Linked DNA regions of Mus musculus: region 2 is linked to region 1. The links are chromatin contacts, called in public HiCAR-type maps. All regions are on one chromosome and are shown on one strand. Each heading gives the region's core, a stretch centred on a gene start, on an enhancer-like site or on the middle of the called end of the contact. The rest is flanking DNA. Distances are from core to core; before and after follow the strand shown. Region 1 holds the start of 1700010G06Rik (a long non-coding RNA gene). Region 2 holds the start of Phf20l1 (PHD finger protein 20-like 1).

Region 1 (2,700 bases), core at 138-2,637:
GGCGCGACGGGGAGGGGCGGGGCTGGGCGGAACGGACCGCTCCGGTGGCGCTGACAAGCGGCGAGGCTCGACCGACTGGGGCGCTCGCTCCCGCGGAGCGGCGGGCGGCGCGCCCGCGCCAGTCACGGGGACAAACACGGAAGTGCTCTGCGCACGCGCCCCGCACGCCCCGCCCGCCCCTCTCTCTCCACTTACCCCCCCCCCCCGCCGCCCGGCCCTCGCGCGGCCCCCACCTCGCAGCCGCCGGCGCTGGTGCTCGTGCCCGTGGGGCTCCGGAACCGCGCCCCACGCACACACACACACACCCGGCCGCCCCCGGAGCGGTTACTTCAGCGAGCTGGTTACGCGAGCGTTTTTGCAAGAGAGGGACCAAAAAAAAAAAAAAAAAAAAAGTTGTTCGTGTTCTTTTTTAGTCCCGAGTGGGTGCAGGAAGCGAGGCCCGGAAAGCCGTCTCCCTTCTGCGCGGACCGAGGGATGGGGGCGCAGCCCTGCTGCCCTCTGAACGCCAATGCTGTGCCTTGTGCAGAGACAGGAAGGGTTGTTTTAAAATACTTTCATCTGTCCAGATGTATTTGGTTTTTTTTTTTTCTTCCCCTACCCCAGAGGACCGCCGAGCATCCGGAGATGCAAAAAGTATTTCTCAGGTGCAAATGCTCTTCACTGCTAAGCAGGAACTGACTTTCTTCTGAGAAAAGTACCAATTCAGCCCCAGCAAGATGTCTACTGTTGTTAGTCCAACATACCCATCTAATTTCTCACCACCGACTGGAAGATTTTGAGAATGGTATCAACAAAACCCACCTAGTCCTTGGGATTGGCCTCCAGGAGCCCTTGAAAGCGTATGACTGGCCTCCATTAAAGCCTGCTTTGGAAGGCAAGCCCTGTGGCCCACTCAGACCTGCCTGCATACCGTCCGATATAGCTAGCTAGAGGTTGTGTTCGCTGGCCTTTCTGGCCGCGTGTGGGTCGTGTGGCTCAGGGACCCACGGAGAGGGCTTGTCTTGAGTGAGGACCGGCAGGGAGGGAGGAGAAGACTGCATGTCAAGAGGAAAAGGTTCGCCTCACAAGCTGACAAATTCTGAGATGAGTGATGTCGGCAAGGGCCACATTCCTGCTGTCTTGGAATTTGCTTTGCAGCAGAGGACCAGACAAATAGGCAATACAGAGGAGGAGTAGGAGAAAATGACAGAGCCATACATAAACCATGGTCAGAGAAGGCTCAGTCAAAGTGTGCAGAATAGAATGGATACACCACTCGATACCCTGTTGGCTGGGAATCTTGGACCCCTAACTGCCTCCCATGAAAGTAGAAGACAGGGACCCTCATGGAGGAGGCTGAGTTCATGGATGAGGACTTGCTCTCTGCATAGGAAAAAATGGGTTAAAATGTGTGCTGTTTCTCTTCCTGGCTTGACCGAATTGGGTGTGCACTGTGCCTCCACTGCGGTTCCTACCAGTGCTCTCCAAGGCAGGGAAGTGTCTCCGCCTACTACAGGAAGAACTTGCTAAGGGAATGAGCATAAAGAAACACATCCCTGGCAAACTGACCTTTTAAAAAAAACTAGTGAATAAAGAGGTTAAACATAAACAAGAGTACTTTCTCTCCTCAGTACTTTAAAAGTTTGGTTTGGGAGACATGGAGGGTTTAGCTCTCAGGGAGAAAATAAGGCAGGAGGAGACTGGCAGCTGACCACCCCACAAGGGCAGGCTCACTGGTTGCCAGGGCTGCAAGATGTAGCATTTGGAGAATGAACATTCCAGAAGAGAATCCTAGCTCATTTCTCACAGCATCTGGAAAATTCTGTAAGTTGGAACAAATATGACCCTCACTAGCTTGGCCTAATTAAGCTCCCTGCGCCTCAGAAATCCCATGCTCCCCTATAAAGTACTGAGAGCAAATCAGCGAGAAAAATCAGTGAGCACTGGGGCTTCCCTCTGAAAGGATTTGTCTTCCTCAGGGCTGTGAGCCAGTCTGGTCCCACCCCCCACACCCCAGTTGTCATCTAGTACCTGCCCTGTCTACTGAGCTGGCAGCACTCCTCTGTGTGTGTGACATAAACAGTAAAAATGAACTGTTGTTCAGAGCCTAGACTTAGCTAATAAGTGTGTCTGTTCCCAGAGACCCTGAATTCCACAGCTTTCTCTCCTAATTCAGATACCTTGGGTTTGGGTGGCATGAGTTTATCAAATAAGAGGGTAAGGCGTGTCAAAAATGACCACCACACAGAGCCCTCCCAGCTCCAGCCGGTTTGCTCCCACACCTGGCTCTGCAGATGAACGAGTCAAGATTATTCCAAGCTCAGCAGTGGTAAACAGCCAGGGATTTCTTTCTGAATTCACCGGAGAGCCCAAACTGCCGCCACCAATTGCTGTTTCAGTTTCCTCCGAAGATTATGTTATGTATCTGCCCCTCCCCTGCCTCCTCCAGCCAAGAGGGGACTATATGAACAATGAGATATTGTGCTCTGGTAAGCATATACCTCCTTAGACTGGTCTGCAATTAGAATTTCAAAGCTTCGCACCTCAACCCACCATCTCTGGGGTTCATGGACCATAATCCTCTTTAAATTTGAAACCATGCCCTGGTGCAAAACCATCTGCACCTCCCTTTTTCTCAAATACCCCGAACGCCATTCCTGGATATCTAAAAGCAAATAGAGTCTGGCGTGGGCAAAGCTGAAAGGCTGGGTTTCTTTACAG
Region 2 (2,700 bases), core at 108-2,607, 2.3 Mb after region 1:
AGACTCTGAAACAAATGATCCTGATTTATAAATATATGTTTTTTATTTGACAACATTATACATTTTATTGTTTAAATCAAGTGTTGTTTTAAATTGCATGTTTGTTTTAGGTGATCCATAATTCCTACAGTCATCCTAGTGTATCAAGGACTTCTACTGCTAAAACAGTAATTATTGCAAACATTGTAAATCACAGTACTGGGGGACAAAAATATTTTAGAACTGTCTTCTTGCATTGGCATTTTCTTGTGTGTGTGATCTTACTTGTATTCTAATTTTACAGCAAATTAAATAACCGTACATAATATTTTAAAAGTGGAAAGTATAATTCTGCCTGTGACAGAAAAAAGATTCTAGAAATAATAGAAATATTAATTGTATTGGACCAATGAGAACCACAGAGGATTAAAAAGAAGAACATAAAGACAAATATCATCTCAGAACTGTCTTATTCGCATTGTTTGTAGCATCACTAAGCTCAGTATAACTCTGCAACTATTAGATATATATTTCTTGAATGAATGTCTTTTGAATAAAAGGATGATTATGAAGATTTTCTCAATTTACCAAATCTCTTGAAAGTCAGAGAAAACATTTCTATTTTCACTGTACACGATGAAGCAAGATAAATATAAGTGTCATTTGTATGCAGTGATGCACTTTTAAAACGTGGGAGGCAGAGTGATGGAGTGGGGAAAAAAATAGATGTTTTCTCTCAGTAGCACTTTGAATGATAACTTGTAGATCTTCTCAAAGTTGGGATAGGGATTCTCCTGCTTAATATAGACTTTGGTACATGGTAGGTGTTCAACAGAGGTAGTCCTATACTATTAATTGTGAAGACTTGTTCTATTAGTACCCTAAACTTCTTAGGAATTTTTAAAGATTCTTAAGAATCTTTTATTTGTTTTATAAAGATTTCTGAATTTGGAAAGTAGTATAAGTGTGCAGTTTTGATTGTCATGTGATATATTTATAGCAGAGTGTCGTGACAAAGTATCCATTCAAAAGAGACAATTCTGATTTTGTAATACAGATCATTGTGTCTGTCCTTAACGTGGGATAGAACAGACACGGTGAAAAGTGTGTGGTGCATTGACAAGTTTGCCCAATGTGTCAAGTAGTGGGATTTGTTAGAAACCAGCAACAATCACAAAAGGCCACCATCCTCTTGACCCCACCAAGGGGAATCTAGAGCCCAGGTCTTTTCTATGTGTAAGTAGCCCAGCCTGGCCGAAGCCCCACCCCCAGAATAGTCCTCCAATCGGCTGCGCCGCGCCAGCCCGGCCCTCGCGTACCACGTGACTCAACCCAGCCCGCTTCCGGCGCGTCGCGGGCGGCTGACGTCCCCGGCCGGCGTCGCGTCAGGGCTGGCCGGCGGCGGTGGTGGCTGCGGAGGCGGCAGCGGCGGCAGCGACGGCGGCTGCGATGGTAGCGGAGCCGGAGTGGGCTTGAGGGCTTCCTCCCGCGTTTCCTCGGGCCGACGCGGCGCCGCGGGCCCGGCTCACTCGGCTCCCGCTCCCTCCCTTGCTGCTGCCCGGGCAGACTCGAACGAGGCCCGCGCTGGCCTCCCTGACGCGCCCCGGCTCGGCCCCGGACGGCCCGGCTGCTGTGCGGAGACGAGGCCGAGTCGGTAAGAGGCGGCGGAGGGGCCTGGAAGCTGCCGGGTCCCCGGGCTGCGCTCGCGCCCGCGTTGCTCTCGGCCGGCGTCCCGCTCCCTGCCATCCGCTGACCCTATTGTCTGCGCGCCGCCGCGCTACCCCCGCCTTCCTTCCCTTGCCGGGCCGGCGGCTGTCAACCTGCAGCTCCCGGGCTCCGGGCCAGCCGCGCCGCGGCCTTTCCTGGCTCCCCTTGACACCCCTGCGAGCCCGCCTCGTCCCCTCTGCTTAGCTTCGCGGTCTTTCCCTCACCGCTCTCTAGCTCTGTGTGTCTGTCTCTTTCCTCTCACTGTCATCTCTGCAAACTTCCACCATCCTTACAACGAACTCTTTTTTACCGCTTTCTGGTCTTTTTTCATTTCTCTTTTTGTTTCCTTCTCCCCTTTCTCGCTCCCTGTTCCACAGTTTCACTTTAAGGGTCTGTCCAATAGATTGTCTTTCGTAAAAGTTCCTAATTCTGCCGCCTCCCTCATTCTCCTGTCTCCTCACAAGAGAATGGAAATCGTCCCTGCCTTTTGAGGTCCTCATTCCTGAGAGTCACGGGGGATTAGATTTACAGGCTGGAAGTTTGATCTTAGGAAATGTTAGCATAACTGGCAAACTGCCTCTTCGGATTCTATTTCTGTACATTGAAGTAACAGCCTTGTATGTTGCACACTTACAAGATTTCTATTTAAAATATTTATGTTTGTTCCCATTACACCTAGTGTGTCCTGGCTATGAATCTTAACCTCACTGATGCCATGTCAGGATATTCTATATCCCCTTAGGCACGACCTTGTAAACTTGATCCCCCATATTTTTGTAACAAGCGTTGATGCTATTTCTTTTCTTCCCTTTTCAGATTAAAAAAAAAAAAAAAAAACAGGAAGGGACATTTGGAATTCTGTTTGCTCTTAAGTTTTACCTGTTTTAAACAGTGGCTAAAACATTATAAGATTTTTCGTTTGTGTGGGGATTTTTCATTTGTGTGGTGTTTATTTTTTTTTTTTTTAAGCTAGAAAGATCCTAGTGAGTAGTAATGTAAGAACATGTTCTAAGC

Evidence for each region. HiCAR-type assays count read pairs that join an accessible place to other places.
Region 2: a contact with region 1 is called in a HiCAR-type map of astrocytes, with 4 times the contacts expected there. The contact joins the promoter of Phf20l1 here to the promoter of 1700010G06Rik in region 1. A contact is called at or near these places in 1 of 39 promoter capture datasets (pre-B cells) and 1 of 115 datasets of contacts at active chromatin or transcription factors (astrocytes).

What each region holds. Positions count from the first base shown.
Region 1 is chr15:64,312,731-64,315,430 of GRCm38.p6, forward strand. It overlaps 1700010G06Rik (a long non-coding RNA gene), which reads left to right and starts at 1,388. Exons shown (of 2, transcript XR_003951590.1): 1 at 1,388-1,803; 2 at 2,228-2,700. The region is part of intron 2 of Asap1 (ArfGAP with SH3 domain, ankyrin repeat and PH domain1); the gene reads right to left.
Region 2 is chr15:66,576,215-66,578,914 of GRCm38.p6, forward strand. It overlaps Phf20l1 (PHD finger protein 20-like 1), which reads left to right and starts at 1,358. Exons shown (of 21, transcript NM_001081409.1): 1 at 1,358-1,633.